Regions from separate parts of the Macaca mulatta genome. Here region 2 is linked to region 1. A link is a contact called in public Hi-C data. All regions are on one chromosome and are shown on one strand. Each heading gives the region's core, a stretch centred on a gene start, on an enhancer-like site or on the middle of the called end of the contact. The rest is flanking DNA. Distances are from core to core; before and after follow the strand shown.

What was found. A called contact is a pair of places that touch in the nucleus more often than the background predicts.
Region 2: a Hi-C map of liver shows a contact between it and region 1, with 2.6 times the contacts expected there. The contact joins the promoter of DPY19L3 here to the promoter of ZNF507 in region 1. A contact is called at or near these places in 4 of 14 Hi-C or Micro-C datasets (CD4 T cells, blood, cortical neurons and 1 more).

The regions. Positions count from the first base shown.
Region 1 is chr19:43,632,449-43,638,708 of T2T-MMU8v2.0, reverse strand. ZNF507 (zinc finger protein 507) reads right to left here and starts at 4,790. Exons shown (of 7, transcript NM_001260941.1): 1 at 4,632-4,790; 2 at 3,082-3,175.
Region 2 is chr19:43,687,489-43,694,380 of T2T-MMU8v2.0, reverse strand. DPY19L3 (dpy-19 like C-mannosyltransferase 3) reads right to left here and starts at 4,166. Exons shown (of 19, transcript XM_077982051.1): 1 at 3,620-4,166; 2 at 829-968. The coding sequence starts at 931. LOC144337368 (a long non-coding RNA gene) reads left to right here and starts at 3,662. Exons shown (of 3, transcript XR_013410410.1): 1 at 3,662-4,198.

The DNA.
Region 1 (6,260 bases), core at 3,541-6,040:
CCAATTTTCCCTGAACATTTATGTAAGTATCTCATTTTAAAGGCTGCATACATTTGGGGATAAGTACAGTAATGGCAGCTATAAAACAGATATGACAACATAAAATACGCCAGGAAACACCTGAAAAACCAGTTTGGGTCCACATGCAAAACCAATGCACAGGTTAATCTCATAAAAACGAGTCTCTGTTTAAAAAAAAAAAAAGGTTAAACAGCTCATAATAAAGTATACACAGAGGGGAAGCTACTGTAAGTCCAACTCTTCCAATTTTCACAAAAATTTTACTTAGACCACTAATGCAGAAATACATATATGTATGATATGTATGTGCGTGTGTGACACACATACACATATATATGAGATTGCGTGTCAAGTGAAGTAAATCTGAACAAAAGAGATGAAATAAGGAGTACACACACAATGTCAGTGGCTCAATAGTGATGACAACATAAACTATGACAATCTGCATACTTTCCTTGGCCTCCAAGAGATCCATGTAAAACAATTACCTTGGTGATAGTGCAGTGGTAGGGTGGAGAGTATGAGAATAAAGTAAGAATGACTAATTCTGTAATTAAAGTTGAATGATGAGTACCTAGGAATTCACTGTTCTTTCTACTTATATAAATGTTTAACATTTTTCATAATAAAAAGGCTAAACAGCTCATAATAAAGTATACACAGAGGGCAAGTTACCTTATGGCCAACTCTTCAAATTTCTTGATTACTTAGAATCCCAGAAATTTTACTTAGACCACTAATGCAGAAATACAAATATGTGTGTGCATGTAACAAGCAAATTGTTACATGCAAGGCGCAAGGCAAAGTATCAGGAAAAATTTTATATTCTTAATACTTGTAGTTTAAAACTGAGTTGAATGGATAAGGCAAACATTTGGAAGTTAAAAAGTAACGGCGTTTAAACAATGCAATAGTACACAAGGTAAAATAAAAGGCAACAGTCAATGACTAAATCCCAAAAGAGACTGAAGAGCTCCTTTGGGCTAGCAAGGTAAGCAAAAGCTTCGTGGAGAGGTTAAAATGTCCACTGGTTCCCAAAGGATGGGTAGCATGCCAGACATCATCCGTTTGCCCTCCAGGCTCACTGTATCCTCCTTTCCATTCTGCTCTGTGTCAGAGGGATTACATCACTAGGCTCCCCTGCCCTCTGCTTTCTGGTTGAGGTCAGCCAATGAAGAACCATGACAGATCAGAGGGAGGTAGCAGAGTGAGATCAGAATATTCATTGTCCTGGTTCTCTATCTCTAAGTCACCTTGGATTGGCCATGTTCCTCAATAGAAGGCTATTTCTTTCCAGGTAGGCTGCTCTCCAAGACCCTTCTTCGGATTCTGATACCTCTCCCTCTCCTAATGCTGCTAGCTCCAGATAACTGCATTATGCTGTGGTTTGCTTATTGAAGTCCAACACCTTTATTACTAATATCTTTGTAAATATACCTTCCTTGAATTATCCTCATTTCAACGTGCCATTTGCTTCCTTGGAATACTGCTGATACAAGTTGACACAAGGGTAGCAGTGACCAGAAAAGCAGCCATGACGTGACTGTATTTTTAGAAGTGAGAATAAGCATGCTATCTGGGGGTGAGTGAAAAGATCGATACGGCTGAATATGAAAGTTCACTAGGAGGAAAGACGACGACAGGCATTAGCAAAACAGGAGATTTCTTGTTTGGAATGTTTAGACATAACAACATTAAATATATTAAATTGTTACAAATAAGTAAGTAATAAAAGTTTTATCCCAAACCAGAAAAGTTCTATAACCCTTTCCACCAACTCTCTCAAATCTTTCCTTGACAACAGTATTCCACAGGCAAACGCTTCTAATTAATATCTTTCTCACAAAAAGTTAGGAGCCAAATTATTTCAGTTGTCTTCATTTCCTTATAATTTGCTATTTGGTGATTTGTGTATCTAATTAGTTCCTTATAGTTACAGTAGTATGGTTATCATGAGTAAAATCAAGGTGAACAATCTATCTGGGCCTGGAGAAAAGGCTATAATTTTCTGTGTATATATGAAGAACAGTACAATACAATACAAAAGAACCTTCTCTTTCAGAACAAGAATTTTTTTCCAAAATGAAAAAAAAAAAAAAAATTGTGCTATAGAAGTAATGGCCAATAAATTCCCCATTCTTCCAGATTATTGTAATTCTAAAATATGACACATTTATTTTGCTCCAGCCAAAAGAAGGCAGGGGACATAAGCTCAAGGGTCCCTCCCCTAAAGTGCCCTCAATTAGCTGTGTGACCTTAGGCAAGTCACTGTCTCTGTGAGTTTTAGATTGCTCAGATGTAAAACAAGAGGGTGAAGCTAGATGAACTTTCAGGTCCCTGAATTATAAACTGTCTATAAAGTTACCTGGAAACTGCTTACACATTATTTATAGATTTAACTCACTATATTGGCTATAATTTATCTGATTTAAAATCTTCTGAGTCCAAGGTAATTATTAATTACCACTAAGAAAAAAATGAGTATAAATATCACAAGTATACGGAGTTTCATAGTCTAGAGTTTCTTAGTTGGCACATAGCCTGAGAGAATATTCTAATTTGGCAGCTGCAATGAAGACATAAGGTCTAACTAACATTAACCAATATTCAGATTTACTATCATTTATTGAGCACCTATAATGTGCCAACCAGAGTGCTGGAGACTACAAAAATGACTGAGGAAATCCTCGCCCATGAGGTGCAAGTCTAGGGAGTAATGCCTCTGTAGATTCTGTGTAATATTCAAATTTTGTGTTTTTTTTTTTTGCAGATGAGGAACCTGAGACTCACAGACACAAAGTGGTAACTGGTTTAAGAACAGGAATCCAGGCCAATCTCATTCTAAAGCCATGCTTTCTCTAATACACCAATTTTCCTCTTAATTCTCAATGAGACTAAACATGTACAAAATACCAATACTGAAAAGAGTAACAGCTCCTTACAGCTAGGCTCTATCAAACATGTTAGTGGTATCTGATCCTCATAACTCTTTGGGACAGGCTAGGTGGGTTATACAATCTTATAAATAAGGAAACACTCAGTGTGGTTTAAGTGACTTACCCAAGGTTACATGGCTGTTAAGTGGCAGAGCCAGTGTCTTTCAAATCAATTCCTGAAATTAACACAGTCCCTTGGATCAATCTTCAAAATCCAGCTGTGGCCAAGAACGAAAGTATATAGTATCAAAACATTTCTCTTTCTTGGTGAAACAAAGTAACGATTTTTTTTGGCAGTGAAAAATGTCTCAATATTCCATGTAAAAAGAAATTCAGAGGAATGTTCATGCAACCCCATTACGTAATGCAAATTTAAATAATTTATCTAACAAGCCGACTTGAGGGTTTTGCAAAAGTTAGGAAAAAATAGCTCTAGAAACTTCTCCCAATAATTGTGTATTTTGTTTTACCTCAGAATTTACGTACTGGACTCTACACGATTGCTTTTACTGACACCATTTTCTAATGAGAATGGAACAATAAATTGCACATTGCTATTTTAATCTAAACTAAAAACACAATCTAACGAGTGATTCTGCAAATTTTGCAAGCACAATAGGCAGAAAAACAGCGTAAAAAGATATGACACAGTGGTGTGACCTATATATCTTCTAATGCAGTTTCCTACTCTGGTCCTACATTTCTTTGCCACTGTTTCTTATACTGGCTAGAATAAATCTAAAAGATAAAAAAATGCTTATTCGTTTCACCTACAATGCAACTACCTTATCGATTACAGTTAAGTAAAATAGCTCACTGCCAGGGCAGAAAAAACATCTTTAGGGCTCCCCTGAAGTTAATTTTCAACGAGTTAGTGAGGTAAAGGAATGAAGGGCCAGGCTTTCTTTTAATCAATAACGCAAGCCATACTCTGAGTGAGAGCAGAGTACTGGAGGAAGTGCAAACTCGAAGAGGTGATAAATCCAGTAATTGCCTGAGAAGAGCGATGCAGACTGATAGCAAATTACAGCCCACTGCAGAAACTTAAAAAGACCGCCTTGGGGTTGGGAAAGTGGCCTCCACCTTATTAATCATCCCGGCCTTCTACACAAACCATTCATTCCGATGCCCCAGGTCTTAAGAGGTGGGAACTTTCCCTGATGGTCTCCGTGATCTCTGGAGATATCATTCTATCTCCAGAGGACGGTAATAAATGCAGAAGACCAGGACTGCGTTTCCGTACTAGCTTTTTCTACACCACGCACTGGCTAAAGGACTGAGGTGATGGGTGGGGAATGAGGGGGCTTAGAAAATTAATCAAAAGATGCTGTGAGAACATCGCTGCTGGGTCCATCCCGGCTGGCCTAAACGATCTCACGTCCGCAGAAGGAAGCAACGCCTGCGGGCGGGCCTGCAAGCGGGCAGGGCTGGTGACAGTATGCGGGGAGCAGCGGGTTCCCCCCACCCCCAGCTGCAGGGCAAGCCCGGAGTCTCCGCAGGCCTTGCTGCACAGAAGACAGAACCGGGACACGGAACTTGGGGCTTGTGGCTAGCACCGGGAGGGGCTCGGCCGGCTGAGGAGGAAGCGAGCGCCGGCAGAGGCCTGAGGGGAGGATGCACATGGCCGGCGGCGGCGCTAACAGCGGGCGGAGGGGCGGCCCCGGGGCGCGGTACCTGCGGTCAGGCGGCGGCTGCTGCTTCCGCGAGCCTCGTTTGGCCAGCCAGGACCCGGCCGTGCCCTCGCCCTCGTCCTTGCCCACCTCTCTCCCGGCTCTTTTCCCTCTTTTCCCCCGCTTTCCCCCTCCTCATCCGGAGCTCCAAAATGGCGGCGCTGGGGATGGATCACGTGAGCCGCCAGTGGGTCAGGTGACCCGAATGGCGGGCAGCGGGGGCGGGGCGAGGCTCAGGCCCCGCCCCCGGGCATCCCGGGCCGCTGAGGCTGGACCTGCGAGAGGGAGGCTTCCTAGGCGGCTTAGGCCCTTGCAAATCCCGGCTCTCAGGCGGGGTTCAGGCCCAGTTGTCTGGCTCTTACGGCCCCTTCCAGACGTCTAGGTTTAGAAGTCACCTTGTATTCACTTTGGCATCTCCCCATGTCGCCTAAATCCGCTCTGGGCTAGCCTTATCACCCCACTCACCCCGCAATTGGTTTTCAACAATGAGCATTGTTTTTTTTTTTTTCTTTAGACTTGTGCTTCTAGATTTGTATTAGTTCTTTTGGTAGGACTGTACATTTTGAGGTGTTCTTGGCTAAAATATAGAGGTCCTAGCCAGATTCGCAGCTTGGCTTTAAGGGGTGCCTGTTAAGGACAAGGGCTGGGGGGGAAATCTCTTTGCTTGAGAGATTCAGAATTTTCAGGGTTTGTAGGACCAGAGCCAGTAACACAACCTCAGCCCTCCGAGGGCACGATGGTGTTTGTCATTCGGATCTGTTTTATGAAAGATACTAGGGTGGTTCCCCTGCTAACAGTGAAAAACGGACTGAGTGAAGCTTTCCAACCAATTTCACCAAAAATGCTGGATAGTTTTGCCGTATTAGGAACTACTCAGCGTGGTGCTTGGTTCTGGACTCCGGGTGAGCGGTGGACATGAGCAAGGAAGTAAAACTGAAGATTCTGGCCATTGTAATGGAATGGACTCGTTTGGTGAGATACCTCTTGGGGATCTATTCCAGATCTTTTAGAAGCCTTTACAGCTGGCTGGGCTGTCCACGGTCCTGGGAGGAAGAGCCAACAAAATTTAGAATCAGAAAGGCTGATAATTCCTGTTACTGTATTTCGGAATACAAATTCATCTGAATTTGGGGGTTAGGAAACCAGCAAAGTTAGAATTTTTATTTTTATTTTTTTGAAACAGAGTCTCACTCTCTCCCCAGGCTGGAGTGCAGTGGCGCAATCTCGGCTCACTGCAGCCTCCGCCTCCCAGGTTCAAGTGATTGTCCTGCCTCAGCCTCCCCAGTAGCTGGCACTACAGGGCGTGCCCCACCAGGCCCATCTAATTTTTTTCTTTCTTTTTTTTTTTTTTTTTGAGACGGAGTCTCTGTCACCCAGGCTGGAGTGCAGTGGTGTGATCTCGGCTCATCACAAGCTCTGCCTCCCGGGTTCCCGCCATTCTCCTGCCTCAGCCTCCCGAGTAGCTGGGACTACAGGCGCCCGCCACCACGCCCGGCTAACTTTTTGTATTTTTAGTAGAGATGGGGTTTCACCATGTTAGCCAGGATGGTCTCGATCTCCTGACCTCGTGATCCGCCCGCCTCGGCCTCCCAAAGTGTTGGGATTACAGGCGTGAGCCACCGCCCCCGGCCAT
Region 2 (6,892 bases), core at 2,917-5,416, 56 kb before region 1:
GTGTTAGTTTCAGGATGGGAGTGTATTTTTCTTTCTTTGCAGTGTTTAAGGTGTTCAGAAAGTACTATTATCCAAAATGCATTGATTACTTGCTAATGGCTGAGCCAGGTGGCATGACCTCCCATTACAGATCGCTTTACTAGCCTGGCTGGTAAGAATTAACATGGCTGTAAATAATGTAAATTCTGTCAGATATCCAAAATGGTTAATGGGTATGAAGATTTTCATGTTAACTTTTAAAATCCTGACCATGCTTTAGTTATAAAACCTACTCAGGAAGACAGAAGTTAATGCTATTTGATGCATCACTTAGCAAGCTTTACCATTATACAAACAACTGACCAAGTTCTGATTACTTTTCCCATCAATAAAAGAAAAAAAAAAAAGCAAAAGAAAACTTCACGTATTTGACTAAATTATAAGGAATTTAAAAAAATGTTGATCCACCGTTCACTATTTTAATGAAATGAGAAACTCACCCAAGGTAAGGCTGCCTGGTGTGAACAGTATACACGACCACAAAAATTAGAGATAGACTAAACTCTGGGGTGTGGATGGGGGACCATTACTCTAGAGTCAATGGATGAGATTGGAAGAACCATAAGTTAATGAACAGACAGCTGACAAATGCTTCTAATCAACGTTCTTTCATCTTTTGTCAAATCATAACTGTAAAATCAATCCAATCAAATTGCAATTAGAACATCAGGGTACTAGAACAAGTTTTAATTGTCAGGTCCCAACAAATTTTTATCCTATTGGAGAGTGACATTTTAATATGCAGAAATAAAAGCAATCCAAATCGCTGCTTTAGTTTAAATCACCTACCAGATGGCAATTTATTTTCCAACTTCACATTTTCTTCTTGGGCTGGAAAGTCTTCAGAAACTTCTGTGGCTCTTATTTCTCTTCTTTGCCGAATGGACATCATGATGTCAGACTTTCATGCATTGTTCTCCCAATCACTCCTACACAGAAATAAACAGGCCATCAACGTCAGTACCTTCTCCCCAACACACCCCGTGCTCATCCATGCTGAAATGCCTTTACTAATGCCATTTTCCCTCGATTCGCATGCCCTCCCATCTTTTTTTTTCTTCCCCCTAAGACAGGGTCTCACTGTCACCAAGGCTGGAGTGCAGTGGCATCATCATGGCTCACTGGAGCCTCTACTTCCCCAGGCTCAGGTGATCCTCCCATCTCAGCCTCCCGAGTATCTGGGCTACAGGAATGTGCTACCACACCAGGCTAATTATTTTTTGTAAAGATGGGGTCTTCCTATCTTGCCCAGGCTGGTAGTGAACTCCTGGCCTCATGCGATCCTCCCCGCCTTGGCCTCCCAAAGTGCTAGGATTACATGCATGAGCCGTTCTGCCCAGCCTGCCCTTGATCTTGCCATCTAAATCGTTGCTGGCCTTCAAAGCTACACTCAAAACATAAATATTTATTTGACTCAATCATATTTATTCATGAAGCATGTGCTCTACAGCAGGCCCTGCCAGGAGTCACGAAACCAGGTGAGCAACACACACAAGACGCTGTTCTTCCAGAACATCTTGGCACATTCCAGTTCTGGCTGATCTTCTCCCTCCCTGAGCCATAGCAGTTACCATGCAATGCGTCACGTAATTACACAGTTGTGTATTATTTTCTACTTCCATAGGCGGTAGTAGGTCTTCAGTACCTCCCACAGAAGTGGCCACGTGGGAGATACTCCATAGTAAATGTGTTGACAACCGGATTTTGAAGAACTAAAATATTGTTTTGTCTCAGGTACCTGAATTTTAACACCAGTGTTCTATAAAACAATTCACACTGGCAGCTTCAGGAATATGCCTCAGTGGTGATGACTGCGGGGGTGTGCCAATCAGGGCAGCTGCTATCCCAGGGAGCGTCGGTGGGAGTAACTGCGGGGAGCAGGAGCCTGGTTTGGCAGCAGTAAGTGGGAGGCGGGGGAGTGGTGGCAGTGAGTAAGCAGGTTCTAGTCCTCCAGAACATCTTGCTTCACTCCTCTGAATAATGAACAGCCTCTTACTAATTATTTCTCAAATGTGACTAGTAGCCTGACATGATTGTTTCCACAGTTTATTAATTCCTAAGGGGAACTTGCTCTACAGAACAAACCAACTAACATTATACAATTCATGTATTCATTCATACCAAAAATAAAAAATAAAAAAGCAGGAAGCCAGATTTAAGTACTGCGCTTTCAAGCACTGGAAATGGAGAACCTGGAACAGAGAGCGTGTTTAACAAAGTCCTACAGCCACAGATGGGCTTATCCCCCATGTGACCTCATCCTAGAGTCCTCCCTAAGTGGGAAAGGACTTTTTAAAACAATTCATATATTCTAATATGGTAAGGCAGAAAACCAACACATATTTAAGTACCAATTATGTGTCAGGCACTGCAATAGTCCCATGAACTATGAAACAAAAAGTTCCTCCATCAGATCAAAAGGAATGCCATTGTAAGCGACTGAAAAGGGACCAGACTCGATTCTTTATTAATAAGGACGACTAGTGCTGGCCGAGCAAGGCGGCTCATGTTAATTCCAGCGCTTTGGGAGGTTGAGGCAGGAGGATCACTTCTGACCAAGAGTTTGAGACCAGCCTGGGCAACAGGGCGAGACCCTATCTATACAATAAATAAAATAAAAATAAAAATAAAATAAAATAAAATAAAATAAAATAAAATAATTAGGCGGGTGCGGTGGTGCACGCTTGTGGTCCCAGCTATTCCAGAGGCTGAGGTGGGAGAATCGCTTGAGCCCAGGAATTCGATGTTGCAGTGAGCCGTGATCGCGCCACTGCACTCCAGCCTGGGCCAGAGAGCGAGACCCCCGTCTCTAAAAAAAAAAAAATTAAAAAGCCTAGCGCTCTAGTGAGCATCCCCTGGGTGAGGCAGGCACCGGGTCCGCTTACCTACGCGCCACGCCCCTGCACACCTGGCGTCCCCATCAGGTAGGTCTCCCAGGACAGGGGCAGCCGGGAAGTTCGGGCGAGCGGCCCTGGGGGTCGCAGCCCAGGCCCTGCCTCGCCGCACTGCCGTCGCGCAGAAGCCGCTCCGCAAACTTGGTCCCTCCCGAGTCCAGCCCGGCCCGCGTCCCGGCTGACACTTCCGCGCTCCGCCCCTCCCGACGCCCCGACGCCGCGGCCGCGCCCCCCGAATGCGCCACGCGGCGGGGCGGGGCGGCCTGAGGGGCTCAAAGCTGTAGCCGTGTGTTCCGCCGGCGGCCGCCCGCCCTCTCGGGGGACCCTCCCCCGCGCGTCCCCGCGCGCCGCCACAGACCTGCGGTCTCAGCGGTCCTCACGCGCGGCTCCGGGAGGGGAAGGAGGCCGACTGGGCTAGGCGGGAGCGGGGCAGCGCCACGGGCCGCAGCGCGCCGCGGGGACAAGGAGGGCAGAGCCGCCGCGGAGCTTTGTGGAAATGAGGGGCTGGGGGGCGTCGACAGCCCCGGGGAGGGGGCGCGCCGGAGAGGCCTGGCGGCTGCGGCCGCGCCCATAGGCCCCAGGAGCTGTTCGTCAACAGGAGTCTCCGCCTCCTTCCGCGGATCCCCGCCCCGTCTCGTGCGGCGCTGGCCGGAAGGAAGCGGCACACTTCCGCTTGCCTGGCCTGCCTTGAGTCTGGTCTGTTCCGGAGACTCTGAGCGGCGCCGCGGAGCCGCTGTCGTGGGGAGCGGGGTGCGAATCTTGTGTTTGCTCTCGGCGGCGCCGGTCACCTCAGGCCAGAGCTAGAGATTCGGCTCGGGAGAGGAGGGCCCGGCGACTCCGAGGAAGGGTCGCCTCGAGCCACACGGCCCGGAGCAGCGGCTCTGCGGTGGCCCCCGGGGTTTGGGAATGGTGCGGGCCTGGGAGCCCCTGAGGGCCTGATTTACGGGACTTCCCATCCTTCCTCCTTCCTGCCGTCCCCTGCTGTGTGGCGGATGCGCAGGGATCGGTAGGGACGCCAGCAGTAGGGCCACTCGGGCCTGCCCCGCTTCCCGCGTTGCCCGGCCTGGCGCGCCGCCTCCAAGCCTTGGCAAAGCCCCAGTGCCCGATTGCCGCTGAAGTCCTTTAACGACTGCCCGTCAGCGTCCCGCAGAGAGGGATTTTCGTCTCCAAAGACGCCCCTTTTCACAAAATAGACTCCTCTGTGTTCTCACTTGGGTATATTTTTCTGTCTCCAAACTAGATTGGCAGCCGCTTTTTGAGAGCAGGTAGTGACTGTGCTATATTTCTAGATACCTTTGTTAGTCACACCACGAAAAACACTAAATGGAACCTTTTTTGAAATTATTTTTTAGAGATGAGGCTCTCTGTCGCCCAGGCTGGAGTGCAATGGTGCTATCACGGCTCACTGCAACCTCGACCTCCTGGGCTCAAGCAATCCTCCCGCCTCAGCCTCCCGAGTAGCTGGGACCAGAGGCTCGCACTGCTATGCCCGGCTAATTTTTAAATTTTTCGTAGAGACGAGGGTCTTGCTTTGTCGTCCAGGCTGGAGTGCAGTGGTGTGATCATAGCTCACTGCAACCTTAGTCCCGTGCACCCAAGTGACCCTGCTTCCTCAGCCTCCTGAGTAGCTGAGATTCATTTTAATTTTTGAAGAGATGGGGTCTCATTGTGTTGCCCAGTCTGGTCTAAAACTCCTGAGTTGAGGCAGGCCTGCCTCAGCCTCTCAAAATGTTGGGATTACAGGCTTGAGCCACTGCACTGGGCCCATCAAACGTTTTATTTGTCAGCATATACTTTACATGTTAATTGATTTTTGTTAAAGGAATGGCCATCTGGGACCTCCACCCTTGAAAAGGCGCTCATTGGTCTGACTCCAAACTAAATTACTCCATCCAGGAAGCCTTTCCTAGTCACCTCTGCTGGAGATCGTCCTCCTTTGTGTGTCGGTTGTTAGTAAAGAGCACACATTCTGTGCGAAGATATTAAGGTATCTGCTGGAAGACTTCGATAGAAACAAATGCAGCTGTTTTTTCAGATGACATTTGTCTTGTTTCAACCTGGTGGTTGGTAGCTTTTCTGTCGCCTGGCTTGAGGGCAAGGACTGTATGTTTATTATCTGTCATGTTAAGATGACTTTATGTACATTTGTCTGCTTCATCAATACGTAGGTGAATTGAGTCCCCCTTAAATAGGATTTCCCTCTTACTGTATAGGTTTTTTTTTTTTTTCTCTTCACTCTGGGGGAAATGTGACCATTGTGAAACATCATCGCTTAAAAAGAAAGTAGAATTCAGCAGCAGCTGCTTGTTTTAATACTATGAAAGGACATTCCTAAGCAAGATAAAGCTTTGAGACTTTTCCTAAGTAGGACCTACTGCTGAGAGTAAGTCTTGGGGAGAATAAGCCAATTAAGAATTAGTCTTTGGTTCTGATAAAGTAACGATGGAGGTGATGGGTAATGAGTGTAGGTCCTCGCTCACACTTCTGGCCATATGAGCCAGGAGCCAGAGAGGAAATGTAAAAGGAATGGGCTCCAGTAATGGACTGTGACTGCAGTGGTGGTGTAGAGGAAGACTTCTGGTGTGCAGTAGGTTTAGAAGCCTAAATGGTCTCCCTGGTTGTCTCTGCCAGGGCCAGCAATACTTGTGCTGTGCATCTCAAAAGTGTGGTCTGGGGATCTGCAGCGTCACTGTCACCATCACTTGGGAGGTTAAATGCACGTTATCGGAAACCATCATTCTTAGCAAACTATCGCAAGAACAGAAAACCAAACACTGCATTTTCTCACTCATGGTGGGAATTGAACAATGAGAACACTTGGACACAGGAAGGGGAACGTCACACACCAGGGGCTATTGTGAGGTGGGGGGAGGGGAGAGGGATAGCATTAGGAGATATACCTAATGTAAATGACGAGTTAATGGGTGCAGCACACCAACATGGCACATGTATACATATGTAACTAACCTGCACGTTGTGCACATGTACCCTAGAACTTAAAGTATAATAAAAAAAAAAATGCACGTTGTCAGGTCCTACCCCACGCCTACTGAATTTAGAATCTGTAGGGCTAGGGGACCACTAATCTTTAAGAAGTTCATATGGTTAGGCTTTATGTCCCCACCCAAATCTCATCTTGAATTGTAATTCCCATAATCCCCACCGTTCAAGGGAGAGACCAGGTGGAGGTAATTGAATTATGGAGGCAGCTTCCCCCATGCTGTTCTCGTGATAGTGAGTTCTCACGAGATGTGATGGTTTTATAAGGGGCTCTTGCCTCTTCGCTCAGCACTTCTTCCGGCCTCCTTATGAAGAAAGTGCCTTGCTTCCCCCTTTGCCTTCTGCCATGATTGTAAGTTTCCTGAGGCCTCCTCAGCCACGCTGAACTGTGAGTCAGTTAAACAACTTTCCTTTAAATTACCCAGTCTTGGGCATTCTTTACAGCAGTATTCTTCAGAGCAGTATGTATAGCTGTATGGACCAATACAGAAGTTTTCCAGATAATTCTGTTCTCAGAAAAGTTAGGGAACCACAGCAGAACCTTGTTACTCAACATGCGGTCTGTGGGTTATGCAGCATGGGCATCACCTGGGGTCATCTGAGAAATGCCGGGTCTCAGGTCCTACCCAAGACCTGTGTAGCCAAAATCTGCATTTTAAGATGACCCCCAGTTCATTTATATGTACATCACACTTTGAGAAGCACTGCACCAGAAGTCATTAACACCGTTCATTACATCCTTCCCATGGATCTTTTCTTGGGATCCCAAGGGTGTGAGTTCTTCTGTGTTACTGGCTTTTTCCTGTCTGAAATACAATGTTCATTTTATTTAATTTTTTGAGGTGGAGTCTAGCTTTGTCACCCAGGCTGGCATGCAGTGGCGCGATCTCGGCTCACTGCAACCTCCATCTCCCAGCTTCAAGTGATTCTCCTGCCTCAGCCTCCCAAGAAGCTGGGAT